Linked DNA regions of Mus musculus: all the other regions are linked to region 6. The links are chromatin contacts, called in public Hi-C, HiCAR-type, HiChIP or PLAC-seq and promoter capture Hi-C maps. All regions are on one chromosome and are shown on one strand. The core of a region is the stretch at or near the end of the contact, and the rest is flanking DNA. Distances in the headings are between cores, read along the strand shown.

What was found. Promoter capture Hi-C pulls out the DNA fragments that hold promoters and counts their contacts. Hi-C and Micro-C count contacts between places; a contact is called where the count stands out from the background. HiCAR-type assays count read pairs that join an accessible place to other places. HiChIP or PLAC-seq counts read pairs in DNA pulled down with a chosen protein or histone mark.
Region 1: an H3K27ac HiChIP or PLAC-seq map of acute myeloid leukemia shows a contact between it and region 6, with 2.8 times the contacts expected there. The contact joins the enhancer-like site here to the promoter of Nadk2 in region 6. A contact is called at or near these places in 5 of 39 promoter capture datasets (the 3T3-L1 cell line, 3T3-L1-derived adipocytes, second pharyngeal arch cranial neural crest and 1 more), 3 of 115 datasets of contacts at active chromatin or transcription factors (acute myeloid leukemia, extraembryonic endoderm stem cells and microglia) and 1 of 9 other capture datasets (pancreatic islet).
Region 2: a promoter capture Hi-C map of embryonic stem cells shows a contact between it and region 6, with 17 read pairs. The contact joins the promoter of Slc1a3 here to the promoter of Nadk2 in region 6. A contact is called at or near these places in 6 of 39 promoter capture datasets (cranial neural crest, embryonic stem cells, hippocampal neurons and 3 more), 1 of 15 datasets of contacts at CTCF or cohesin (the NIH/3T3 cell line), 2 of 484 Hi-C or Micro-C datasets (nephron progenitors and uterus), 14 of 115 datasets of contacts at active chromatin or transcription factors (the NIH/3T3 cell line, acute myeloid leukemia, astrocytes and 7 more) and 1 of 9 other capture datasets (adipose tissue).
Region 3: a Hi-C map of bone marrow-derived macrophages shows a contact between it and region 6, with 16 read pairs. The contact joins the enhancer-like site here to the promoter of Nadk2 in region 6. A contact is called at or near these places in 1 of 484 Hi-C or Micro-C datasets (bone marrow-derived macrophages) and 2 of 115 datasets of contacts at active chromatin or transcription factors (the SCID.adh cell line and bone marrow-derived macrophages).
Region 4: an H3K4me3 HiChIP or PLAC-seq map of fetal liver shows a contact between it and region 6, with 2.6 times the contacts expected there. The contact joins the enhancer-like site here to the promoter of Nadk2 in region 6. A contact is called at or near these places in 7 of 39 promoter capture datasets (the 3T3-L1 cell line, 3T3-L1-derived adipocytes, fetal liver and 3 more), 1 of 115 datasets of contacts at active chromatin or transcription factors (fetal liver) and 1 of 9 other capture datasets (adipose tissue).
Region 5: a HiCAR-type map of astrocytes shows a contact between it and region 6, with 2.4 times the contacts expected there. The contact joins the enhancer-like site here to the promoter of Nadk2 in region 6. A contact is called at or near these places in 2 of 39 promoter capture datasets (embryonic stem cells and hippocampal neurons), 2 of 484 Hi-C or Micro-C datasets (CD8 T cells and embryonic stem cells), 5 of 115 datasets of contacts at active chromatin or transcription factors (astrocytes, embryonic stem cells, forebrain and 1 more) and 2 of 9 other capture datasets (adipose tissue and pancreatic islet).
Region 7: a promoter capture Hi-C map of neural stem cells shows a contact between it and region 6. The contact joins the enhancer-like site here to the promoter of Nadk2 in region 6. A contact is called at or near these places in 8 of 39 promoter capture datasets (the HPC-7 cell line, cranial neural crest, embryonic stem cells and 5 more), 10 of 115 datasets of contacts at active chromatin or transcription factors (astrocytes, differentiating embryonic stem cells, embryonic basal ganglia and 6 more) and 1 of 9 other capture datasets (embryonic stem cells).

Annotation. Positions count from the first base shown.
Region 1 is chr15:8,732,440-8,736,146 of GRCm38.p6, forward strand. All of the region lies in intron 1 of Gm31340 (a long non-coding RNA gene), which reads left to right. Among named protein-coding and RNA genes, the nearest start is that of Gm31340, 23 kb to the left of the region's middle. Within about 2 kb of position 1,757, at least 44 of the 459 cell types and tissues checked have an H3K27ac peak or open chromatin away from gene starts, as enhancers often do. A contact at or near this core is called in acute myeloid leukemia, extraembryonic endoderm stem cells and second pharyngeal arch cranial neural crest, where this site is marked.
Region 2 is chr15:8,709,027-8,712,792 of GRCm38.p6, forward strand. Slc1a3 (solute carrier family 1 (glial high affinity glutamate transporter), member 3) reads right to left here and starts at 1,781. Exons shown (of 10, transcript NM_148938.3): 1 at 1,313-1,781. Gm31340 (a long non-coding RNA gene) reads left to right here and starts at 2,000. Exons shown (of 5, transcript XR_383822.2): 1 at 2,000-2,046.
Region 3 is chr15:9,428,148-9,431,649 of GRCm38.p6, forward strand. It overlaps the pseudogene Gm5219. Among named protein-coding and RNA genes, the nearest start is that of Capsl, 6.1 kb to the right of the region's middle. Within about 2 kb of position 1,899, at least 27 of the 459 cell types and tissues checked have an H3K27ac peak or open chromatin away from gene starts, as enhancers often do. A contact at or near this core is called in bone marrow-derived macrophages, where this site is marked.
Region 4 is chr15:8,760,210-8,764,287 of GRCm38.p6, forward strand. Gm31340 (a long non-coding RNA gene) reads left to right here. Exons shown (of 5, transcript XR_383822.2): 2 at 3,955-4,078. Among named protein-coding and RNA genes, the nearest start is that of Gm31340, 51 kb to the left of the region's middle. Within about 2 kb of position 1,647, at least 32 of the 459 cell types and tissues checked have an H3K27ac peak or open chromatin away from gene starts, as enhancers often do. A contact at or near this core is called in fetal liver and neural stem cells, where this site is marked.
Region 5 is chr15:8,568,060-8,572,089 of GRCm38.p6, forward strand. No RefSeq gene overlaps it. Among named protein-coding and RNA genes, the nearest start is that of Gm46508, 13 kb to the right of the region's middle. Within about 2 kb of position 1,857, at least 290 of the 459 cell types and tissues checked have an H3K27ac peak or open chromatin away from gene starts, as enhancers often do. A contact at or near this core is called in CD8 T cells, astrocytes, embryonic stem cells and 4 more, where this site is marked.
Region 6 is chr15:9,069,055-9,072,800 of GRCm38.p6, forward strand. It overlaps Nadk2 (NAD kinase 2, mitochondrial), which reads left to right and starts at 2,206. Exons shown (of 13, transcript NM_001040395.4): 1 at 2,206-2,711. The coding sequence starts at 2,448.
Region 7 is chr15:8,657,378-8,661,217 of GRCm38.p6, forward strand. The region is part of intron 3 of Slc1a3 (solute carrier family 1 (glial high affinity glutamate transporter), member 3); the gene reads right to left. Among named protein-coding and RNA genes, the nearest start is that of Slc1a3, 52 kb to the right of the region's middle. Within about 2 kb of position 2,459, at least 102 of the 459 cell types and tissues checked have an H3K27ac peak or open chromatin away from gene starts, as enhancers often do. A contact at or near this core is called in astrocytes, embryonic basal ganglia, epiblast stem cells and 4 more, where this site is marked.

The DNA of each region.
Region 1 (3,707 bases), core at 507-3,006, 340 kb before region 6:
TGCCCTATGGCTTCCATATGTACACACAGACATATGTACTGGTACACGATATGCATATATGCTCACATAAACTCACAAATACATTTCAAAAATAAGTTTGCATTTATAATTAGCGGATGCATTCTAATATTTAGTAAGGATTTCCAAGGTTGCCTAAGAAACCCACAGTCATCAACTTACATTGTTCTTCTTCCTTGAAAAGATTTACAAATAATGATTGTTATAACATTGTAGACATTGAATGCTTAGTTTTCTCTAGGAGTTCGACTCTTCTGCTGGCCCATGTCTAAAAAAGGCATCATTTGTCTTTCTAGGAATCCAGTTTATTATTATTATTATTATTATTATTATTATTATTATTGTTGTTGTTGGTTTTTTGAGACAGGGTTTCTCTGTATAGCCCTGGCTACCCTGGAACTCACTTTGTAGACCAGGCTGGCCTCGAACTCAGAAATCTGCTTGCCTCTGCCTCCCGAGTGCTAGGATTAAAGGCGTGCGCCACCACGCCGATTCAGTTTATGATCTGACTGCCTGAGTGATACTGTGCTGGCCATATAGTGCCCCCTTCATCATCATAAAGTTATCCATGAGATAATAAATATGGATCCCAAGTCTGAAAGAAAAGACCTCATGTGACTGTGACTTGGTGAACCTGAAACTTAGATTATTCAGGAGTTATGACCAAACATCTGTTACTCCTCTCTTCTCCCATGGGATTTGGCTGTGCCCAAACTGACAGCAAGATTGTAATCCTCCTTACACGTCCATTCCTCTGGTTGGTCAACCCTTCTTACCTCTGTACCTTATCCTTAAACATGGCTCTATGGAGCCCCAAGACTTAGACATTGTCCCCCAATTTATGTTCTGTGGCAGATAATACTGTGAATTGATCTTAACTGTATATTAGTAGGAGGTTGAAGAAGAATGGATTAATTTTGATATTACTGATGAAAAAAAGAATTAAGCTTTATTGCTTAACTTGCCGAAGAATTACATCATTTTTTAAAAGGTCTTTCTCTGTGTATTTTGTTTTAAAATTTTCGGTTTCAAAACTCATTCTCTAATTGCGACTAAGTTCAAGTGCTCTCAACTGAAAGAGTCTGTTAGTTAGTGTTCCTCACGGCATCTGTATTGTATTTTGGGAGGTCCGTGGAACTTAATTAGAAAGAAAGTTGGCTCCGATTTCTTCTTTTTGTCTCCCTACTTGAAGAAATAAAGCCAGGCTGTTTGACGACCCCTTTAAAAAAATTCTTCAACTTCCTCTTGACTCGTGTTTGCTGCTAGGTTTTCCCAGGGGAAGGCTGAAGGTAACCTTAAAACAGTTCAGACAGACTCCCCTTTCTATCTCAGGGCTCCAGATAAGAGCCCTAAGGATAGGAACGCATTCAGTCCTCACAGCAGGACATCAGGACTTTATAATAACCTCTCCTACAGCCCAAAGGCCTTAGCATTATTCATTTGTACCAGTACCCTTAACACAAAGGAAGACTTTGAAAGTCCCTGGACCCCACATCCCTGCTGAGAGCCCAGGCTACAGGATCCAGCACAGCAGTCATCAAAAAGCCCCCTAATTTTATTTCCATCTCTGGTTTCTGGGCCAGTCTTTTGCTTGAACAAGGGAAAGTACAGCTGTGTAAATAAACACAGATGATTACAACAGGTTGCGTACTTTCCTCAGTCACTGCTTGTAGACTCTGATGATAGTGTTCTAGGATGGACAGAGACACAGTGAGGGCTCACAGACACAGTCTTCTCTGATGATAAATTTGTCAGTTCTTAAGCAACTCGGAGAGTGCTCTGCATGAAACAGGGCTTCCGTACTGCTGCGTAGAGAGAAGCAATTGCATCATGCTGAAGTTAGGAACCCCAAAAAGCAAACAAAATAGAACCAAACCAAACCAAAGCAAAACAAAACAATGTTTGTAATGTAAGACCAACCAAGCATTCGTTTAGCGAATGATTATTGAGCATGCAACAACTCCCAGATTTTGTGAAGATTTTTTCACAAGCTTAAATACGCTATGTCTATTTTGGCTGTGAAACAAAGATACAGGAAGTCATTAACAGTTTAGCCCCTAAATCAACTTGACAGTAGTCTAACTCCTTCACTTACTAGCTGTGTGGTCTTGGGCAAGTCGGAAAGCCTTTCTGTGTCTGACTCTTGTTTACTCTTATCTTTCTCGTAATGCTATTATGAGGGTTAAATGATATGATGCGCAGTGTCTACTCAATAATAAGCCCCCAATATAAAGGTTATATTCAGTTAGGGTATTACTAAATTGCTAGATCAAAGAGAATCAAAGGCATGAGATAGGAAGTACCATGGTGTTGTGCCGATGTAAGAGGTTTGAAACTATACTGGCATTCCTATGCAACATATCGCTTCCATCTCAGACCAACGTGGTTCCTTCAGCCCTTACCACACCTGAGATAATAAGAAAGAGAATTAGTCAGATGAGGACATGCTTGATCTTCTTAATGGTATGATCTTCTTAATGACCTGCATGTAACACATACCATTCCTGGTTACAGCTCATTCACTGGATCTAATGGGGTCAAGTTGCATTAGAAGGATGGGACTTATCTCTAGCTGGCCATGGACCAGCCCCTGTCATGTAAAACTCCTAATTTCTGTCATGGGAGGGTACATCAGAGCCATATCAGCTGTAGCTATTATTATAAGTTGTACTGGCTGGTTTTATGTGTCAACTTGACCCAAACTGGAGTTATCACAGAGAAAGGAGATTCCCTTAAGAAAATGCCTCCTTGAGATCCAGCTGTAAGACATTTTCTCAATTAGTGATCAAGGGGGGGGGGGAGGGCACACTGTGGGTGGTGCCATCCCTGGGCTGGTAGTCTTGGGTTCTATAAGAAAACAAGTTGAGCAAGCCAAGAGAAACAATCCAGTAAGCAGCGCCCCCCCCCCCCCACCACGGCCTCTGCATCAGTTCCTGCCTTCAAGTTCCTGCCCTGTGTGAGTTCCTGTCTTGACTTCCTTTGGTGATGAACAGCAATGTGGAAGTGTAAGCTGAATAAACCCTTTCCTCCTGTACTGGCTAGTTTTGTGTCAACTTGACACAAGCTGGAGTTATCACAGAGAAAGGAACTTCAGTTGAGGAAATGCCTCCATGAGATCCAACTGTAAGGCATTTTCTCAATTAATGATCAAGGGGGAAAGGCTCCTTGTGGGTGGGAACATTCCTGGGCTGGTAGTCTTGGTTCTATAAGAGAGCAGGCTGAGCAAGCCAGGGGAAGCAAGCCAGTAAGGAACATCCCTCCATGGCTTCTGTATCAGCTCCTGCTTCCTGACCTGCTTGAGTTCCAGTCCTGACTTCCTTGGTAATGAACAGCAGTATGGAAGTGTAAGCCAAATAATCTCGTTCCTCCTCAACTTGCTTCTTGGCCATGATGTTTGTGCAGGAATAGAAACCCTGACTAAGGCAAATTGGTACCAGCATAGTGAGGTATTCCTGTGACAACCTGACCATGTTTTGGGGAGGACTGTGGAAGGACTTTGAAACTTTGGGCTAGAAGATCCATTCGGTGTTAAGAGCTCTGTGAGATGTTGTGTAGGAGCTTGGAAGAGAATGTTGAGAACAGTGCAGAAGATGGAGGCCTGGCTTGTGAAATTTCAGAGGGAAGATTAAAGACTTTCTTCAGGGCCAATGCTATTTTGATTTGGAAGATTCTGTGGTTCTAGTTAGCTG
Region 2 (3,766 bases), core at 531-3,030, 360 kb before region 6:
ATGAGCAAAAAGTTGTGTTCCTTTTCCAGTTTGCTCTATCCCCTCAATGAGTAAGGGGTTCTTCAGGGTTGGATGAGACCAAGCACCCACATTTCCACTCTGTCCTCAGAGCCTAGCCAAGTGCCTCGCACAACCCACACACTCATTAAGTGCCTGGTTGAACTAAACAGAAAAATTCCACTTGAGAACTCATGTCTTGTATGCGGTTAAAGATATATAACTATGTCAAAAAAAAAAGAGCTAACTGAGATACTGACATGTAGCCATTGGCATATGTAGTGTGAGTCTTTGGTTTCATTTATTGACTTCACAAAGAAAGAAACATGAGCCAATTAACTTGTAAATACGGCCATAAAAAGAACACAAGTGCCCAGGTGACAGTAGAAATGCAATTGAGGCTTTTACAGGGAAACCTTTCCTGTGAAGTTAGCATATTGCCCTGGGCACATCTATAAATGATCTAAAATCACAATCCATTTTCATATCATTAGAAGGTAGGAGCATGAAGCACCATCTGTGTTCAGGGCAAACCCGCAAGCCATGCGAGGAGGAGACCTTCACTGCTGTCTCCGTATTTTGAAATTTAGGATTTTGGGGATAGAGGAGGAGAGAAGCCAGCTTTCATTCCAAACATTACAGCGTGTGGTTTCTGGTTTCTTTAAAGTGCTCTTAGGTTATTTAAATACAAACGCCTAACCATTTTCCTTGCTGGCAATCAAGGGCTTCCTCCTGCCGCTGTACATGAATCCTAAGCCCTAGACTTTGGCGATGATCAGCAGCGCCTGTGGACGTGTGTATCTGGCAGAGTCGGAGCCAGCGTGTGCATCTGTGGGGGAGGTAGCTGCAACTCGCAGGCTTTCGGTAAATCCAAGGTTGGAAAAAAAAAGACTTAAGAGTTTTGACTTTTAAATAAAATTGTAGGTTGAGATCATTGATAGTAAGACCTGCAGTGTATTTAATACTTTACACTAGATTAAAAGTTTAAAGAGGGGGGATAAAGAGAGGAGAGTCCAGATTTTTTTTAAACTAATAATTCTGATGTCCTTAACCCGCCAGTTCCCCTTAAAGTACACCCGTTCAATCTTGATTTTTATTCTAGATCTCGAACGTCCGTCTACTCCCCCACCCCCAACCTCGATCGACTGAATTTCAAACCCAGAGAGGACTGGGCTTGCATAGTTAGCACACGCCGGCTGCTCTCGGTCCGAACAGGACCTTACCTACCAATATGGCTAGCTTTACTCCGGCGCTCAGCAAACAGAAAAGTGGGACGCAAAACTGAGCCCCGCGGGCTACAGAAGGCTGCGCTTACCTTTTCTGACTCTGGGATGGGAGGAAGACACCCCGGGCTACGTGGAGGTGAATTCCCCAGCAGGTAGCTCGGAGTAACAGCTTAGCGAGCGGCGGAGCAGGCTGGCCCTGACAACATGCATGTGCTCTGAAACCGCCACTTACTATCAGGCAACTTAAGAAAAGAGGAGGAGCCTGTACTGGGGAAAGGGGGAGTGGGAAAATGAAAACAGCAGGAGGAGGGGGGAGCCCGAGCTCCCCGGAATATTGATTAATCTTGGCACCACAGAAGCACGCTTTATGGCTTTGTTTTGCTCCGTAGACCACGTTCACGCCTTGTTAGTTCACTTATATTAGAAACGCAAAATCAGGACCTGAGAGAATCGAAAACTAAAGCGCTCACACACATGGACGCTGGAAGTCCGGATTAGAACGTCTGGGAGACTTCTCCAAGGCCACGTTTAATTACCTCATTTCAGGTTGCCTCCCCTTCAGGGGACGTCAGAGGGTGTTCTTTTGCCTGCTCACACAACTGTTGTAGCACCCCACCCCTTTAGCATTGGGGACATAACTGAAATTTCTTGGAAGGATCCTGAATACAATTAAGTATAGAGAGGAGAATGCTTACTGCCGCCCTCTCAACTTGTATAAAGTTACTCAAAACACAAGGTGAGACATGCCCCTGTTTTACAGTTTAAAACTCCAATATAAGGAATCTGATTGGGCTCTGGCTGCCTGCTCTGCGGACAGAAAAAGGTAAGAAACACAAAAAAATCAGGATCGCTGCCAAACTAGAAAGTAAACTCTGTTTTAAGACCAAGAGTGCAGATGCACACTCATGACTTCCAAAGGTAAGCTATTCAATTGCTTCCGTTTAAAGAATGCTGAGTGCCCCCATCCCCGTTTTCAGGAGTTAGAAAGTTCTCTTGGTTTTTGTTTTCTTGTTCTTTCTCTCTCTCCTTTTCTGTTCTCTTCCTCCATCTCTCTCTCTCTCTCTCTCTCTCTCTCTCTCTCTCTCTCTCTCTCTCTCTCTTTCTCTCTCTTCCTTCCTGTGTGTGTGTGTGTGTGTGTGTGTGTGTGTGTGTGGTGTATAGTTGGCTGGTTAGTTGGGTTTTGGGTTTTCAAGACAGGATTTCTCTGTGTAGCTCTGGCTGTCCTGGAACCAACTCTGCAGACCGAATTGGCCTTGAACTCAAAGATCCACCTGCCTGTCCCTGCCTTGCAAGTGCTAGGACTAAAGGTGTGTGCCACCATACCTAGCTTTTTGCCATTTTTCTTAAAAGGAAAACGGACTGCACAAATATACAACCTGCAAGTTAAAAAAGGAGTTGTTGAGAGTGACTTACCCCTCTCTCCTCAGTTTTAAGAACTTGTTGAGGTGAAGGAAAACGGCTCACTAGAAACATGAAAACACACCCAAGATCACAGCCCACATTCTATTTGCTGGTTCCCTAAGATCCCCACGCAAAGTCTGCTCAGTTTTCGTGTCTGTCATCCAAACACCAAAATATGTCATTTTGTTCCTCATTAGCAAATCCAGGGAGCTATGTTTTAAAAAAAAAAAAAAAAGTTCCCTGCCAGACTTAATTGTTCATGTATGTGCTTTGGAACAGCTGCTAGTTGGAAAGTAATGGTTGGTTGTAAGAGTGCCTGACCTGTCAAATTAGCAGCAATTGTAACAACTTCCTACCATAACACTACTTTAACAATTTAATGAGAATCTTCGGTCTCTTGTCAGCCTCAGCCCTCCGTGATCTTTTCTTTCCTCTTGTCCCTCAGATCCCTTAGCATCTGCATTCGATTGCTTAACACTTAATTATGTGCTGCCTTGGCCCTGTGCCCTTGATTCCCAGATCAGGTCAAGTCGGGGCTTCTCAACTCAATGATAAGTTCTTTGAGGGCAAGAGTCTGTCTTGGGCCTGATAAACAGCGAGCATTAAGCAACTCTGAAGACCGGCAGATATAATCTAAGAGATCAGATCAGATCCCTTGTTTACCACTTCCTGTGATAAACCGAAGCTCCTTGTTCCCTGTTGCTACCTCAGATGTGCATAGACCCTCATCTCAACCTGAGCCATGCCTTTGTCACGACTATGATTTGGTTTTTTTTTCCCCCTGTATATGATTTGCACTTTAAGGGTACTGGAAAGAGAAACAGGACACTTTTAAGTGGAGTCTCAGTGACACTCAAATCAATAACATTTCTGCTTTACCTTGCTCACTTTCCAAACCCAGCAAAAAAGAAGGAGGGGAAGGGGGGCCGACAAACCATTCTGGTTAGCACAGAGGAGAGCCTGTCTGGGTTTTCTCCCTTCCTCCACCCCTTCCCCTTTGGAAATCCCTACACTCTGGCTATTACCATTTTACTATTTCAATTTGTGCAAAAAACATAGGAGTCTGGTGTTCATAGAGAAAGGAAGTAATTCTCCCTTGGAAATTGTGTTGGTTGCAATAAAACCTAATGGGGGGACTGAGA
Region 3 (3,502 bases), core at 649-3,148, 360 kb after region 6:
GGTACATTTGACAAGATCTCCCCCTCCTGCTCATAATTCTTATGACACTAACATCATTTGTGGATTTTCAACTTATATTCAGGAAGGTCAATCACTCCTTTTCTTTTTTTCATCAAGAATTCCCACTGCATTAGCCAAAACACTAGCATCTCTACATATGCATGAAAAACTCTCATATCTCCATTCCACCCATAGCCTTCAATGGAAGAGATGATGAGTCTGATACTCTAGTTAAGACTTTAGTGAAGAAGGACAACCTCAACTGTCCAAACTCCCAATTTCATAAATATTGTTAGACATAGACATTCAGGATCTTGAACTTTTGCAGGTATGTTATGTAATAAGGACATCATCACATGAATAAGATACATGATGCTGCCCCAGTCATTCTTAATTATTCGAAAACATATGTCAGGCTGGGCATGGTAGCACATATCTTTAACCCCAGCACTTAGGAGATAGAGGCAGATGGATATCTGTGAGTTTGAGGTCAGTCAGGGCAACATAATAGAGAAATCTGCTCCAATCAATCAATCAACTATCAATCATTCAAACAACTAAAACCCAAAATATGTTTATGTGAGAATATGTTGGTAAATCTCATAAAACGGCTCCTAGTAAATCCAGACACCATAAGCATGAACATAGGAACATGACACAGCTGCACAGGGACTATGAAATAATTTTATCATATGGAACATGAGCTCCTGAAGCATGGGTTTACTCAATACCTGGCCTGCTTTCTCATCATCACTGCTTTGGCTTTTATAAACCACCTCCTTTACTGTCTTCCCTCTACAATTCTAGGATTTGGAGAATTTTATCTCTCAGTTTGAAGACTCAGGTTTTGTCCTTGTGGCCCTGGGCTCCATAGCAACCATGCATCAGACCATGGAAATTATTAAGGAGATGAACAGTGCCTTTGCTCACCTCTCTCAAGGGGTGCTATGGACATGTAAGGATTCTCATTGGCCCAAAGATGTCTGATTGGCCCCAAATGTGAAAATAGTGGACTGGATTCCTCAGAATGACCTGTTGGGTAAGGATTGTCCAGATCTGCCATCTTACTCCCATTTCATGTTTTGTAGACTCACCTAGTGTCTCATTGGGCACTGATATTCACAGAAGATGCTGATCATAAAGATAAGTCTCCAGAAGGCAGGAAAGAAGCTGGAGTTGTTAGGGAGCCAGGCTGTGCTTCAGACCAGATATAGCAGCAATTTCTGTTTCCTGCTCAACTCAGGAACCGTCTTAGGTTTCCAAAGGAACTTCTTCCTTGAACAGTATCTAAGCTGAATATAGTCATTCTAATCTGACCCTAGACTTGTGAAGTGCAAGCACAGAGTCCTGCTTGTAGGCTTGCGGTGACTCTATGAATATTTGCATGGCATAGGCTTAGCATGATTAGGAGTGCAAACATTCAGACACAAATTACTTGTCTACTGAGGTTGAAAATGCAAATCTCCTTATTGAAGTCTTCAGGGTTTAAGGACACTGGAATTTACCTGCATATTAACCCGGATAACCTCAGATATAATACTGAGACTTTGAGTAATTGGGCAAGAGAGGGTTCTTTACATTTCAGGTCCTTGTTCTTGCTTCTGTACTGCCATGTGAAGACCCACCACTACCATACTGGCTAGATCAGAGTTTCAAAAAGGAGATTATGGCTGAAAGTTAGTTGAGAAATTTTGGACAAAGATGCTTTTTAGTAAAACTGCAGCTACATGACAGAGGAAGGACTTACTTTCCAGGGAATATGAGTAGATTCCATGTGAAACACATTCTGAGATGGATTCTTTATAACCATCAAAAATGTATTAGCTTGTTCTGAGCATGGAGCAATGGGGAAGCCCTGTAAATACAGAAGTGAAAGTCTACTGTGCCCATACTGCAAGCTTCTCTCCAAATAGAGTAGGCAATACACAGAGGATACAGTTAGTGAGAAAGCAGATGTGCACAGCAAGAGAAAGCATGGATGCGAAAACTGAAGAAAGCATTAACGGGAAATGGATGAGGGCAATAACGGGGGATATGCCTGTCTTTGTCACTCTCCTCTGTAGCTGTCCCTGGCTTCTCAGTTCAGAGAAGTCAGAATCTGTGTGGTGAGTCAAGTGAACTTTGCATTCTGGGATATCCCCTTTTGAATTTCTATTTTTTCATTCAATTAAAATATGATTGCATTACTTTCCCCATCCCTCCTCTTTCATCTACTCTGCCCATATATCACCCCTCACCTACCTCCTCCCCAAGTCACAGAGCCTTCTCTTCTCTAATTATTCTGCTACATATACGTACAAGTAAACATATAAACATAACTTGCTGTGTCTGGCCAGTGTTGCCTGCAAGTATATGTTTCTAGTGTTGCCCATTTGCTATTGAATAAAACCAATCAGGAGCTCATTCCTGGGGAGGGAGGAAGCTAATGCTCCCTCTCTCAGCTGTTCATTGCCTGACTCTTTACCTAGTGATGGGTCCATGACCTCTCATGTATACTGCGATGCCAATTGATGCTATTATTGTTGTTCAGGTTAGAAAGCTGTGCTGTTGAGATTTTTGCAGGTGTAATTTACTTATCAAAGTTACAAAGATGTCCTGACTCCTTGGTCTTAGGATCTTGCCATTCACTTATCTGGGATGTGTCTGGAGCCTTACGTGCAGGAAATGTATTGTAGGTATGTCAGTCAGAGCCAGACACCCCACAGTCAGCTGTTCTATACATTTTGACTAGTGGTAGCTTTCTGGAATGGTTTCCCTGTGCTTCTGAAAGAAGATTCTTTGATAAGGAGTGAGAACTATGCTTTGGAATGCACTTAGGAAACCACACTGGTTCAGGAAAGTGACATTCTTTTCAGGCATTTTTGGGTTTTTAACTGGTATTTCTTGGCTCTGCTGTTTTACCTGTTACCTGGACCTTTTTATACTGAAATCTTGGACCATCTTTCTCTTTTGCAACAGCTCACCCTAGCATCCGTCTGTTTGTCACCCATGGGGGACTGAATAGTGTAAATGAGGCTATCGAGCATGGAGTGCCCATGGTGGGGACTACTATTTTTGGAGACCAACCTGACAACATGGTCCGAGTAGAAGCAAAGAACCTTGGTGTTTCTATTCAGCTACAGACGCTCAAGGCAGAGTCATTTTTGCTCACCATGAAAGAAGTCATAGAAGACCAGAGGTATGCAGCTCTCTGGGTTGTGGTCCCTTAGGCTGAATGCAGGCCTGACACAGGGATCTGTGTTGTCTGCTTTCCAGTGAAACCAGAATTTTGTGGGATGTGTTGAAACACCTGCGTGATTCTTGAAGGCCCTGCCTTTCCTTTGCTATTAATCGTAATTTTGGGTGAAGTGCAGAGAGTATGTTACTACCTACTGTGGTGTGATGATTTCTTATCTACACAGTATCTTTCAGCTTATTTATCAGATACCTACAGACTTCCAGTTGAGTCAGAAGAGGATTGTCTCAGTTACTAATCTACTGTGAAGAGGCAACAAATAAAATA
Region 4 (4,078 bases), core at 397-2,896, 310 kb before region 6:
GGAGATAAAATAGGATGGAGAAGAGGTGAGAAAAGATTGGTCAAGGCCAGGAATGAGACAGAGCCGTACCTGAGTCAATTCAAGAACCTCTAAATCCCTCACATTCAATGCCTAATGTTAATGGAACACCAATAGTGAGATCGGCAAAAGATTGGGAAATAGGAAATAACGATTATGACAGGTTCTCCTTGCCAGGGGGTCAGAGCCACACAGGTATCACAATCAACTACATACAGTTAGGTTCTGAACAGAACGAAGAAGTAGACAACTCAGGAACATGATAGTGCTTAATACGAGGTGAGAATTCAGGGAATCAGGTAAGGAGGGAGGTGTTAAGCTTGAGCAGAGACTTTAAAAGGCTGGGAGACGTTCAGCAAGTAGGAGAGGAAGCTGGAGATGGATACTAGAGAGTAAAGACAAAACTTTAGATGTAAAAGATTCTGTGAGCTGATACAGGTGAGGGAAAGACATCCTACGGAAGAAGTCTAGATTGAAGGGTGGGCATTTTATCACCCACTCAGTGGCAGTTGGGAGGTTGGTCAAGGGAGGCACAGAGCCTGTGTCCAGCACAGCCAGTGAACACTAGTGTGGGCCAATACTATTTAATGATCCTTATGCCCCATGTAGCCAAAAAGAGGATGAGAGATTGGACATGAGCCAGGTGGTGGTGGCACATGCCTTTAATCCCAGCACTTGGGAGGCAGAGGCAGGCAGATGGATATCTGAGTTCGAGGCCAGCCTGGTCTACAAAGTGAGTTCCAGGACAGCCAGGGCTACACAGAGAAACCTTGTCTCGAAAAACCAAAGAGAGAGAGAGAGAGAGAGAGAGAGAGAGAGAGAGAGAGAGAGAGAGAGAGAGAGAGGTTAGACATGGAATGAAAAGTTTGGCAGTCGATGCTCTTTTCTTACTCCCCTGCATTGTAGACCATCTTTAATCCATATGCATCACCAATCTTATTAGTTGGGACTCTGAGTTTTCCAGCTCTCTGAAGCAAACATCCGTGGAGAACCGAGTGAAAACTGTGGGAAAGAGAGCTGTGCAGAGCAGATAGGGGTGCTCCTGCTCGCTCACCCTGGTGTGAGTAGGGATGAAGAGCTGTGCAGAGCAGATAGGGGTGCTTCTGCTCGCTCACCCTGGTGTGAGTAGGGATGAATAGATAGATCCTCTTAGCAGGGTAGATCATCTGCACTCAGGCACAAGTGGGATGGTGGGGGCATACGTCACCTGTAGGATGAAGTCATATTGGTGAAGCAGGAACACCATTTCTTTCCAGTATGTGTGTGTGTGTGTGTGTGTGTGTGTGTGTGTGTGTGTGTGTTGGGGGACACTGCAGGCTTCTGGTCTGTAGGTGGTGAAAGCCCATTTATAAGATTATTCAGGCTGAGGGAAGAGTTTAGAGTCTCATTAGATTTACATACATTTCCAATTTCTGGGTCCTTACGAAGCAGAAAGAAGCTTTGACATAATATCCGCAATAAACATCCTCACTGGACACTCAGAAGAAGTCCCTCAAAGATTGAGGGTCTGGAGTCTAGAGTTAACCCTAGACATGAGTTAGAGAAACACGGCCCACAGCCCGAGGGGAGCGTCTGAACCCAGCAGGCGGTTTATCATTCTTGCTCCATGCGCAGTGGCTTTTCCTGAGTGCTTTTTATCTATGTTTGCTTCAGCTGCAGGAGACAATCTGTCCAGTCGCCAGAAGGGATACCTTCAAAGAGTTTTCTTGGCTAAGGTCCATTCACAGGGTCAGCTGTGACCTCCTGTTACTGTTGCTCTGGCCCCGGTATGCCCCCCCTCACCCCCGAAAGCTTCAGCTCTTGTCTGTTAGGGAGCTTAGAGGCCATGTTTTGGAATGCCTCTCACTTCAGAGCAGAAGAAACCTCCAGTTTGCTTGCTCAATGTTTTTCCAGACTTTTCTTTTCATTCTGAAATAATTTAGCCCATTGCCCTGGTTACTGTCAGGAGCTCTACAGGGACAGGCGATGGAGTGTAATCTTTGCACAAACAAATGAGAAGTGGGAGGGATGTTGGAGGGGGGTGGGGATGAGGGGAATGTGGCTTGTCACTTGGCTGATGTAACATTTGAAACTGGAAGAGGGAGGAGGAGGAGGAGGAGGAGGAGGAGGAGGAGGAGGAGGAGGAGAAGGAGAAGAAGAAGAAGAAGAAGAAGAAGAAGAAGAAGAAGAAGAAGAAGAAGAAGAAGAAAAGAGAGCTCAGAGTTTCTTAAACTAACTCGTAGACTTTTATTTCATGTAATCTTTCACACATCTTAGTATTTCTTCTAACTCAAGACTACTCAGCTTGGGCTCTGTGGGCTCTTATTTAATCTCTCTCTTTTAATCTCTCTCTCTGTCTCTCTCTCTCTCTGTCTCCCTTCCCTCCCTGCCTCCCTCTCTTCCTTCTTTCCATCTTCTTTCTTACTCTCTTGTCCCCATTGGCCTCAAACTCCTAGGCTCAAGCCATCCTTTTGCCTCAGCCTCCCTAATAGATTGAACTATAGGCATTTACTTCCAAGGTCACCTTTTCGTTCTTGAAAAGGGGACCCAGTGACCAACTCCTGCCACCTCTTGGAAGAGAGGTCTTACATCATAGAACCTTTCTCCTCTTGTGTGGTTCAACCAATTAGGGTACAAATTCAAATGCCCCATTCCTGTCTTCACACTCTCCTCCAGCATCAAAACAGCCTGTGAAGGAAGCTTGTGAAGGAAGAGGGATGGGCTGAGGAGGGAGAGGCAGGTAGGGATGGAGGCAACTGTTTCACTGCAGCTTCAGAAAGGGAGGCCATGCATGACCAGGGTCTGCCTACAGAAAGAACTTCCCCAGCCAGAGAGCTCCTGACTCTTGCCTCTAAGAGCACTATGATGGTTTCCTGGCTGAAATTCACCTCTGAAATATAGCTTCCTTTTCTTTTTGAAATGTGAATTCTGAGCTCATCCCTGTAAACTAGTTCCTATTTTATGATGTCGGGATACTTTGGAAGCTCAGTGCACAACAGTCATGTGCAATACTTGATTTCAAACTCTACATGTGTGAAGGCTGGGCGTATGTTCTGTTTATGACTGTGTGCTGAGTATCTGGCACAGTGAATGGAACTCTGTTCCATTGTTTCATAATGGAATTGAATAAACAAAGAAATGAATAATTAATAAATGGATGGATGGAAGGAAGGATGGATACATGAATACTGAGTTAGTCCTACATCATCCTACCAAGGAAGAAACATCGGTATTAGACTTCCCAAGGCTAAGTTAGAGAGCAACTAAGGGTCACACTCTAGAACTTTCCTAATTTGATTTGGGACACACAGCTCAGTAAGTATGGTCATTTGACTTCTAACCCACCATGGAGCAAAGGTAAATTGGAGACAGAGAGGTAAGGTGCTTTTATGGAAAGACAATTTTGGTGGAAAAGAACCCACTCAGCCAGGTGTGGTGGTGCATGCCTTTAATCCCAGAACTCTAGAGGCAGAGGCAGGAGCATCTCTGTGAGTTCTAGACCAGCGTGGTCTACATGGTGAGTGCTGGGACAGTCAGGGCTACATATTGAGACCCTGACCCTGTCTTAAAACAAACAGAAGCAATGAACAAACACCAAACCACTCAGAGTCTGACACAAGGTCAGCGTGGAGAGTAAGGCTGTAGAATGCAGAGGTGAATCCCCCACTAACTGTGCGAGCCAGGAGATCATCCTCAAGTTACATGAAACATATTCACTGAGTTGGCAGCGAGACAGACCCTCAGCATCTAGAACCTATTGATGTAAGTTAGTTTATTTCTGTACAGTGCTGGACCATTGAGCATCAACTCTCTTTCACACGCCAGTTTAAAACTGGCCTTTTAGAAAACCTGCCACCCTCTTCGTCGTAGCTAGCAGCTATCCTGTCTTGTTCTGCTCTATTTCACGAGACATAGGGCCCCGTTCACCAGTGACTAACCTGCGACGCTCCTTTTCAGGGGAAGAATCCTTTCTATTCTCGGGACACGCAGATCTTTCTGCAGGCAATCTGGCAATGCTGGAGGAAAAGAGGGACACCGTGGATGAGGAGATCGATGAAAAGAAGTCAGCTTGAGAATGACA
Region 5 (4,030 bases), core at 607-3,106, 500 kb before region 6:
CATAGCAAGCTTCTCTCTCTCTCTCTCTCTCTCTCTCTCTCTCTCTCTCTCTCTCTCCATTGTCTGTTACCAGAGAGCTACTTCTAAACATCACACAGATGCAGACATTTAACAAGGCTGCAGTATTTCTCAAAGCAATCTCCCTTTGTACAATGTTATTTGTTCTTTTGTTTTTGATGGGGTCTTTCAAAAGCCAGACTGGTTTCACTCATTTTGTCGGCAAACACCTTGAATTCAGGGTCCTCCAGCCCCCCAAGTTTGGTGTGCTGGGATTAGGGAAGTGGCTAGGTTATTACACCAGGTCTATGATGTGGTGGGGAATCCTCAGTTCAGGACTTCATGCCTGCTAGGCACACTACCAACTGCGCCCCACCTCCAGATGCCTTCCGGGCAACCGTTGAACCAAGTGAGCCGACAGGGGAGGTCGCTGATCAAAGAGTCTTGTTAAGAGTTTGAAGGCAGAAAAGAGTTCTATAGCAAGCCTGGAGATTCTATCCAAAACCAGTTCTCAAGAAGCTGCTGGGCAGTGGACCGTACACGGCAGATGCAAGGTTAAATATAACCAAAGCATCACAACTTACACACAGATCAAAGAACCAAAACAATCCCTGAACCCTGGCCACCGCAACGCCTGCTGGGCACGCCTGCAGACCCAAGTACTGTGTGCACATACTCCCCCCACCCCACCCCCGGGAGCCCGCCCCGTCCCTTCTTCAGTCGCCCCAAGCTTGATCTCAGGGACGCAGCTGCCGCCAGGTGCGTTGGGATGCCCCACCCTCTCCGGTTGGAGAGCAGACAGACCGGTTCTACTTGTCTTGCTAAGGTGAAGACAACAGACCGACTACAGACAACTGAAGGCGGGCGAGGCCCCGCTGTCTCCCTCCTCCCTCGCATCCTTCTAGCCTCTCTCTGAACTTTTCTACCTGACATTCGCGCTACTAGCTGAAAGCGAGTCCCCAGCCCAGCAGCCTGCCGAGCACCGTCTCCAGCGACGGCTGCGAAACTGTTCGACTCCAAACACAAACACCAGCCCCTGACATGTTTTAAGAAACGCTCCAGTTGGATGAGTGCGGAACCAAAACAGACCAAATCGGGAGGCAGGGAGGGAAGGCAAGCAATTGGCCCAATTCGGTTGGAGCAGCGGGGCTCGTGTTACACTCCCTTTGCCAGTTAGCGTCGTGGGCGTTTGTTGCTGTGTTAATTACAGTTCTTCCCGGAGTCGGAGGCGAGAACAGCCCTCGTGGAAGCGTTTCAAGTGGAACGCTCCACCAGGAAGCAAACAACTGCTTTCCTGCCCAGCTGGGAGGGATTCCACCCGGCAGCGAAGGGCGGGGCTGCGGGCGCGTCCTGCCGGGCTGTGCGCACGCGCACTGCGGGGCTGAGCGCACCTGCCTGCGGTTAGCATCGCTCTGGCCACCGGCTCCGGCGGCGCCCGGGTGCAGAGAAGCCAAGAAGGTGCAGCGGAGCAACGGCTTCTCCCCACCCCCCCTCCCACCCCCACGGGGGGACCCAGTACTCCAGGGAGCCCGTGCTTTTCCCAGCCCCCCCCCCCGCGTTCTTGTTTTCTCTGGAGTTCCTGGGGAGTCAGTTCTGTTTTATCTTCTCGTGGGTGGCATGAGGATGGGAACAGGTGGCTCTGAAGGAATCGGGAACAAACCCGAGATAGCGCGGCAGGGTGGAAAGTACACGGCCTTCCAGATACAGTGAGCTGTCCCAAACTGGCTGCCCTTCGTCAAATATGTGACCTTGGGCAAAGTTGTTTCACTTTTTCTGAAAGGCTCCCAGAAGCTCGTACGTAACTTCACAAGAGGAGGTGCTTGTTTGTGCTATTGACTCTATTGCTGGAACACACACGTCACTATATAAACGTCACCTGTAGAGAAGTAAGCAGGGGCTGGGCACATAGTTCATTTGGTAGACTGCCTTCCTAGCAAGCACTGTGCTTTGTGTATGGGCCTCAGTACCACATAAAATCTCGAGTCCTCTCAGCGCAGGGGGTGATCAGGAGTTCAAGGCCATCCTTAACAGCACAGAGGCCAGCAAAAGCAAAACACAAACAAACAAAACCTTTTTTTTTTTTTTTTTTGGTTTTTCGAGACAGGGTTTCTCTGTATAGCCCTGGCTGTCCTGGAACTCACTTTGTAGACCAGGCTGGCTGGAACTCAGAAATCCGCCTGCCTCTGCCTCCCAAGTGCTGGGATTAAAGGCGTGCGCCACCACCTTTGTTTAAAGGCTTCAAACAAAACCTTTTAATGTTGCCATTCTATACATGAGAAAGTTACTTCCTAAAGATGTTAATGAATGTATATATATATATATATATATATATATACATATATATACACACACACACAAACAGACATACATACACACACATATGTATACATACACATATACATACATATGTATATGTACAAATACACACACATGTATACATACAAATGTATATATATATATGCTATTTTTGTTTGCATGACTATAGGACATAAACTACAAATGGCACTAGCTGAGAGCAATGTGTCCTCCATTCATTTGAGAATGAAGGGGCAGAGAGGAAAGGGTCTTGGTGATTACTGATATCCAGCAAAGGCAGCTGAATAAGCAATAGGAAATAGGATGTGAATGCCAGCATCAGCCTCGCCAATCTGTTACAGCCCACACATACTTAAATACCACTAGGTCAGTGTGGGCTCAGCAAGTAGGGTCGTGGAGCTGAGCACAGTCACAGTCACATACCTGCTCCATATCTCTTACTACAATACTTACCTGGCAGCTTTCCCCCATTTCAGAAGAATGCTTTCTCCCCCTTACAGTGCTATTTGGGAATTTTACGAATAAAATTCTTGGAATCAATTCAAAAACTGCAATCCAAAAGCCATGGTGTGCACTTGACACTGCCACTTAGGCACACTTAAGGCCTGGCGTAGACACCTAACATAATACATGGGAAGTGCTTTGGAATAAAAACAGGAGTAATGATATTTTAAAAGGATACCATACATGTTTTGATTGTCATCATAATCTTCCTGAGGAAATTTTGCCATTAACACATGACTCTCAGTTTCACATCGTTCTTGGTAAAGTCATTTTCAGAACAGTTGTGGGGACTGAATAGGAAAGGCACAGCCCAGAAATCAGGCTATACTGTGTGTGGCATAATCTCTGCCTACAAAGAACTGCTGTGGAGGTAGGGTCAGTTATTCGTGTTCTAAAAAGAATGGCTTACTCAGTTTTCACCGGGTCAGTCAATGCCAGTTCTTGGGGATAGTTTGGATTTGGCTGGGGATCTGGAACCAGTCTGCCTCGGGTCAGCTGCCTTCATAAAAGATCAGTACAAATATCAAATTTGTACTTATGATAACCAAGTCTATCATCGTACATTTCTGTAGGTTAGAAATCTGACATGGTCTGTCTTATTGTGTGAGACTTCAGGCCAAATTCATTTCTTCGTCTTCCAAGGGGCACCTTCCTCCCTCTGGAGAATCAGCAATGACATCTCAAATCCATAAATCGAATCGTCTTGAGAGCTATCTTCAATTCCCTCATCCTCTTTTAGGGACCCATATGATCTCATTGGGCCCATCTAGGTATCGACGCGAAGGATAATTTCCCTATTTTAAGGTGCCCTGATTAGCAAACCTAGAGTCAATTGCATCCCTAATGCCTCTTCAAAATTTAATCTCCTGTGTCTACAGGTTCCTAGGATTGGGGTATGGATATCTATGGGAGGCCACACATTCTGCTCATTTTGGTAGCCAACACTGCATTAATTCATAAACATATACTAAAGGCTTCCTCTGTAAAGGCACAATTAGCAGGGAGGTACAGGTCCCCCAGATCTGTCACTTACTAAGTTAATTAACTGCCTAGTTAGGTTGATTTGGGCAAATTATTTAACCCGTTTAACCTGCAATGTTCACATCTGTAAAGTGAGGGTAATGATAATACTTACCTTATTGGATAATACTTACCTGGCATGTGCCGAGCACTTAGAAGTTTGAGGCTGTCATTATGTGTCATGAGGATTGTA
Region 6 (3,746 bases), core at 956-3,455:
AAGGTTCACAAAGTAAATACACAGCAAAGTTGCGATTTGATACAGTCCTTCAAAGCCCAAACTCTTCATTACACAACAGAGAGTGGAGTAGGGGTGGAAAATGACCAGGGAGAAGGCTAGAGGAGACAAGGGCAGGAGCTACATCCAAGAGAAGGGTCTAGAAAGAGGGGGACTGAAAGGAAGAAGGAATGCCATTAGGGACTGCTGGCATGCAGCAACAGAAAGAATGGAGGCACTTCTGCGCTTCACAAACCCCAGTGGTTTAAGAGTTAAATGGGCTCTTCTGAACAGCCACCTGCTCATTTGGTAACTTTGCAAATAGTGGCTAAGTAAGCACAGGAAGGAGATGAAACCCTTGGCAGTTCCCTCAACTGACCGCCCCCAGCCTGCCCTGTTTCCCACCCCCAAAAAAGGTTGGCTGCAAGAATGAACCGATTATTCTGTCCTGAACCTGTATCAGTGGTTCTCCACCTTCTTAACGCTGCAACCCTTTAATACAGTTCCTCATGTTGTGGTGACCCCCAACCATAGTTACTTGGCCATCATTAGGAAGAGAGCACCCTCGGTCTAGCAAACTTTATATGCCCCAGTACAGGGGAAAGCCAGCGCCAAGAAGTGGGAATGGGTGGGTAGGGGATCAGGGCAGGGGGAGGGAGGAGGGTATAGGGGGACTTTTGGGATAGCATTTGAAATGTAAATGAAGAAAATAGCCAATAAAAAATAAAAACAAAACAACAAAAAAAACTTACTCCTAAGTTAAAAAAAAAAGAATAGTGAGAAATTGGTTATGATACCAAAAAAAAAAAAAAAAAAAAGAATTGTAAGTTTGCTACTGTGATGAAACATAATGAACATATCGGATATACATACATCGGATATATGACCCAGAGGTTGAGAACCGCTGAATATATCAGTAAGTGGGAGTTAGGGAACAGGTAAACAACTGGGGTGTAGAAGGCTCTTTCAATCTTTAAAGTTTTAAATGTCCTAGACATGGGAATCTTAAGGACTGAAGTGGAAAACCCAGCAGGGGTTTTCCTGAGAGAATTCAAGACACATCCGAGAGGATGGTGTAATGAAGCAATGTTTTGGAAGAGGCAGAAGAAAGGATCCAAAATAAGATTTGACTAGGATATCCCATTGAGATGTTTCCAGCTAGAAGTGGGAGTCAAAAGTGTAGTTTTCTGTGACGTGAAAGAGAAAACAGGTTCGATATCACAGAGGCATCTGAGTGTCACAAACATGAAATAGCATGCCCGGAATCCAGAGGCCACTTACTGGGAGTGCCAGGATCGCAAAGGAAAGGACGCCACAGCAAGGACCTCAGGGCAGTGGCCACCTACCCTGTCTTATGACTTTCCCTTCATTGTAGCTTTCCCTTTTATTCTTAATCAGCCTACATCTCTATGGTTGTGTAACTGTTCCCACAGACTCAGTAACTTCCCTTGCTCTAGCTTCAAGGACTACCTACCCAACATTCCAAAGTCAGATCAATAATCATCAAACACTGCTCTGAGCTTGCCTACAGGATAAAGTGCAAAACATTTTTAACCCTTCAGTCTGGTCCTACACAGCTTTCCAACCTTATCTCGCGGTCTAGACAGACACACAGGACTAGACAAGACTCCTTCCCTCATTATCCTCCTCCTTTCTCCCTGACAGCACTGCCTCTCTAGGCTGGTGGTCTTTTGGTGGTCACCGGAGCTCGGGCTAATGCTCTGTGATCCTTCTCGGTTAGCTCTAATTCCTCTCTAATAAAGGGCTCGGCATCTTTATTTGCCATCAGGCCCTGCAAAACGAAGCCGTTTGGAGCGAGGTCACCGCCCCCAGCTCTTACTCCAGCGACGGCCACATCAGCCATCCAGCAGACACTGGTTAAAATTTACCCTAGACGAGCATGACCAACTACCCAGAAAGCAAGCAAAAATGAAAGCAACTAGAGGAAGATGCGCAAGAAACTTGCTTTCCCGCCAGGCGCTCAAAACTCCGCCTGCACCCCCAACGCCGCCCAGACCAGTTCCAACTGGATTTCTTCGGGCAGCTCGAAAGCCAAATAGAATTTCGTCCCTTTCCCAGCCCCAGCCAATCCCCGCAGCCCCTCGGGCTCCCAAACCTTCCCGACCTCTGATTAGCTGACAGATCTGGCCCGGGGGCGGGCTTAGAGCGGCCTCCCTGAAAGGGTGAAGAGGGAGGTGGGGCCGGGCCGAGAGGCCACTGCGCAGGCGCCCAAGAAAACGGATAAACAAACAAATAAAACCCACTGCCCGGGGGCCAGCCCGGATCCCCGCCTCCCGGGGCCTCCCGGGGCCTCTCCGCCCTCGCGTGCGTCTGGGCACGTCCCCCCCCCCCCCGGCGCGTTCCACGCACGTCCCCGCACTTAACCTGTGCGCGGCCGGCGCGGTGCTGGCGGCAGGGAGCGCGAGCCTGCACCCGCGGCCCCGCGGATCATGACTTGCTACCGGGGCTTCCTGCTGGGCAGCTGCCGGCGCGTGGCGGGTGGCCGCGCGGCTCTGCGGGGTTCGGGCTCGGGCGCGGACGGCCGGCGGCACTTGGGGCACGGGCAGCCGCGCGAGCTGGCGGGCGGTGGTAGCCCCGCCGACGGCGGCTTCCGCCCCTCGCGGGTGGTGGTGGTGGCGAAAACCACCCGCTACGAGTTCGAGCAGCAGCGGTACCGCTACGCGGAGCTCTCGGAGGAGGACCTGAAGCAGCTGGTGGGTCCTGGCGGGGGACGGCCGGTACTCGGGGTGGGGGTGGGGGGCGACGGGCCACAGGACACCCCCAAAGCCCGACAACCTTCCTCCGATTGCCTGTGGGGCCCCTCGGGCATGGGACTGGGGCGCCCTGAGCCTGCCTTAGAGGGGGCTCCTGGGACCGGGACTTGGGAAGCCACGTGTGTCCTCGCCCCCGCCTCGGTAGCACGGACTCCCATCGCTGAGAAGATGAGGGTTGTTCGCCCTGTTTGTCCTGGGGACCTCTCCCCAGACCACCGGGAGAAAGGAAATTCTCCAGCACAGCCACTGGTGGCGGAGAGAGGGCCGAAGTGCCGCGGTCACACCCCCTTCTCGCCTGGGGACAGAGGCCTGGCCAGGGAAAGCCCTGCTGGATTGTGGTCGCCTGTCCCTTCAGGGTCTCTTACTGCTTGAAAAGCAAGCACCTGGGACAGCGAGGCAGGAAAGCTGACCCGAGATGGGTTTTTGTGTTGGAAGGTCAGAAAAGGAACAAGTATGCCGGCTAATGGGGAGAAGGCATGAACCCTGAAGTAACAGGGCCTCCGCCATACACCGTGTTTGGTGTATTTACTAATAGCGTTGCCAGGTATGCCATGCGTGTGTGTGTGTGGGAAGGATTAAACCCAGAGTTCGAGCTTCCCCATTTTTGAAAAAAAAAATTGATTTTGTGCTACCCAGTAACTTTTGGGAAATGGGCTGTTAGCAATTTATTTAGGAACCCCCCCCCCCACAGTTATGCCTGTAATTGTTGACTCCAGACACCCGAAGGCTTTAGACTGAATTGTATATAAGCATTACTAAGTTATGTACAAGAATAAGTAGGCTGGCTGTTCTAAAATGATGCCCTTACCTTCACATTTTTATTTTAGACACAGGGGAAACAAATTGTAAATCCTTGCCTAGCTGCTGCATCTTGTCAGTATTGTTTGGCAAGTTGACAAGGTAGAAATCAGTGCAAATTTTTCTCTTTCCCCCAAGTGTTTGAAAGTATTTCTAGAAAACATTTGCAGTCTTTAG
Region 7 (3,840 bases), core at 1,209-3,708, 410 kb before region 6:
AAGGAACCATATACTGTGGTCTTCCCTTCACTGCCTGTGACTCTTGTCTCTTCCAGGGACCCACGTACTAGCTTGCTTTCATGAGAAGAGGCCAAGGGAATAGGGTGTTGGTTTCCAGCGTCTGGTCAATTCATCTGAACAGAAATCTTATAGACATTATGATAAGGGAAAGGTCTTCAGAAAAGCTTCACTCCATGCAGTTTTCTGGAAAGAAGGTCATTTCTTCTGTGCGTGATGTATGCATGTATGTGTGCATTTTTGCATCCGTGTATGTATGCATGTGTGTGTGGGGGGAGTGAAGGCGTGTGGAGTCTAAGGAGGGATTCAGATGTCCTCATTTTTGCTCTCTGCCTTAATCCCTGAGACAGGGTCTCTCAAGGAACCTGGAGCTTGTGAGGTTTTGGGGGTACGCTGGTGCCAGCAAGCCCAGTGATTCTCTTTGATCCTCACCCCCACAGTGCTTAGGTTACAAGTATATATAATAGTAAGGTTTTTTTATTAAAAATTTAATTTCCATATTATATATTTTGGTCATATTTTTCCTCTCTCTAACTTCTCCCAGATCACCATGAGATAGAACCCATACCTGAGAACACTAAAGTAAGCGAGAACCTGAGAGGGGACGGATAGGTCACAGATGAAAACCTACTACTATTACCCTACTTGATAAGAGTAGCAATGAGTCCTAACAACACACTGCTGTACCGTAACTCAGTGCCTCGATCAACCCTCATTATAGAAGCTTCCTCTTGCAGTAGATGTGAATCAACACAGAGACTCATACGCTAGACAATGCTCGGAGTTAAGAGTCTTTGTTGCCAGGACAGCCAGAGCTATACAGAGAAACCCTGTCTCGAAAAACCAAAAAAAAAAAAGTCTTTGTTGCAGCCCTCAGCCCTCCCCCTCCCCCTCCCCCTCAGGGTTCAGGGATTGATGGGAAAGAGACAGCAGAAGGACCCAGAGGTGCTGGATGACCCAGTGAGAGAGGATCCTCCAGTCACCGTGGGACTAGTAATGCACATATAGATTCACAGAGACCAGGACAGCATGCACTAGGCCTGTTCCAACTAGATAAGATCCCACTCCAGGACAGGCCTCATGCCCAGGAGTAAACAAAGGCCAACAGAGAATGGATCCCACTGCCAATTGTTACAGTGCATTCTGGGGATCCAAATTTGGATCCCCATCGCTATGCTTGCTCCAAGCTTTCTTTCTTAGTAAGTCATTTCCCCCAGAATGTATTCTCTCCCTCTCCCTCTCCCTCTCCCTCCCCCTCTCCCTCTCCCTCTCCCTCCCCCTCTCCCTCTCCCTCCCCTCCCCCCTCTCTCTCTGGGACAGGATCTCACTATGTAGCTATAGCTGACCCAGAACATACCATGAAGCCCAAGCTGGCTTGCAGTCATGACAACCCTTCTCTCTCAGCCTCTTGAGATTGTGGGCTCTGAGCCATTCGAGAAAGTTAAATCATCTCCACAAAGACTTTGTAGCTTTCTCTGCCAGCCCAATTACAAGTATTTTCATGCTAGCCAAAATCTCCTTCCTAATGATGGCTGATCATATCGAAGAACCTGTCACTTTGTTATTCTGGAATGTCTTTTAGCTCTGCAAGGTTATACACTTGAAGGCAATTGGCAAATAATACTTTGCTGATTGTGACGGCATAAAATTTGTCGGGGGAAAATAGATTTTTTAAAAAAAATTTTGCTCCTTAAAACTTGTTAACACATCTTTGAGCTCTAGCGTTCCCTAGAAAAATGAAGTGCAGAAGAGTAAACGAGAAAGTCTTTTTGAAAGATTGGTCAATGGAAAAAGCAGTAGAGCAGACAATATTATTAGTGGCAGGAAAACGCCAAATAAATCACTTTTCTCCTCAGACTGCGAGGACTAAGCAGACAGTCCTTTTGCTTTTTCTCCAACTATAGCTATGGTGGAATTGTTTGGTTTCATTTCTTAACTTACGTAGAAAGAAGCAGGGATGGGAAATGGAGGCCCGTCATTGCTACCTCTTATATTAGAGCCAAAGTGCCTGTTGGCTTAACTTTAGGTTGGAAGTGCCCTCTCTTAGCTATTCAGGCAGTGAGATCCCTGAGAGCCCACGCTTCCCCTCTCTCAGCTCTGGTCCTAATCCAGCCTGGTAATTCTGGGGATGCTGTTTACTCTGGAGCCTACTCCAGGGACTTCCTGTCACTCTTAGCAAGGTCACCGGAAATGGTCTCAGGGGGCAACTCTGAGATTCTCCTCTCAGAGGCTCCCAGCTGCGGGTGCGAGACCCCCTGTGAGGTGATTTAGATACCCATTTACCCTTCACATTAGCATCCTTCCTCACAGTGTTGGAATGCACCACACAATATGCTTTTCTGAAGAGGAACCGGAGAGTAATTCATCTTCTTTATGTGTGCTAAGCAGAGCAAAGGGAGAGGCGAGTGGACCCGCGACAGGCAGGGGAATAGTGATTAGTAACAGCTGACGGCCTCAGACCAAGACCCTTTCTTTGGTTACCTCACTGTAACAGGCCAGCACAAAGGGATCACTGTCTCCCTGCCAAGATTTAGAAAAGCCAGGGCCATGGAAAATAGCAGGAAAAAAAAGACAAGTGTGTGCTGGGTAGAGGGGACAGTAGGGTGACCAGAGAAGAGACTCTTGATCATACCTGGAGAGCTGCCTTTGAAAATAATCCTCTGTCTTGTGTGAAGATGTGCCTTCCCCTGCAGGGTAGGCATGCAGTGGCACCAGCAGGAGCCCCTAATAGTGGGAAAGTAGGCGAATTCACTAATAGAAAGAGCCCGCGGAGCCGGTCAATAGCTTTGGGTTAATGAGAGGAAGTTCTTTGAGGGCCAAGGGCTCCAACTGAGGGCCTTCTCTGTCTCCCCCCCTCTCCTAAATCACAACTAGTAACTAACCACTGGATGAGTAGTGTGCAATTTCCAAAATAGCCCTCTTTACAGTTGGATTGTGCTTCCTGCTATGGAATAGACCTTCCTGCATGCCTTTCTTATGAAGATGACCAAGACACTGTGTCTCCTAACTGCCAGAATGCTGAATGGCCATGATCAGATTCTCCAACTGGGCTTCACTTGTCCAAAGTTAACCAAAGGATGTCTGCCATGCAGTGCAGAACATGTCAGACTTCAAGGGGAGGGGCGCCTTTTCTTCCCACGCAAGGCTTCTGTCCCTTACAGAAGAAAAGGAACTTGAATAAAAGCCCCATAGAAATTGAAAGCAGCATAGATGCTGAAAACCAATTTAACTTGACCCAGCTCCCTAGAAGAACAGCTGTGGCAGGAAAAAGTGCAGGCCCAATCCAGTGTACACCTTCTAGGGTCCAAAGTCATGCCAAGATTTGATTCTGGAACCAGGACCAATTCGAAACGGGCCTGACGTTCAAGTTCATAGCCCAAGTGTGAAATTAGGAATTTTTAAAAGATGCATTAAGAAAAAAACAAAAAACCAATCAGAATAAACCTGGCTCATCTATTTCCAGTTAAGTTTAAAATCCAGACCAGGTGGAGCTGGTCTCTAGGTTCTCCCAGCATCCCTCAGTCCCTACCTGATCCAGGGTGTGGCTAGCATACCCCACTCTTCTGCCTTTCACCTAAAGGCTCTTCCCTATATAATCCAGACCATTTGGTTGCCTGTCCTTTTTTGTACCTTTGGCATCCTGGTTGCTGTATTTGATTCCCCTCTCTCCTTTCCCTTTCCAATCTCCCCACATGGTTCAGGGGCATGTCCACTCTGGCTATGCTGTCCCACATATCTATGATAAACTTCCTCCTCCACCATACCTAGGAGCAGATATATGTCCTTCCCTTTTTCGTTCATCGGATTCCAAAACCTGGATGA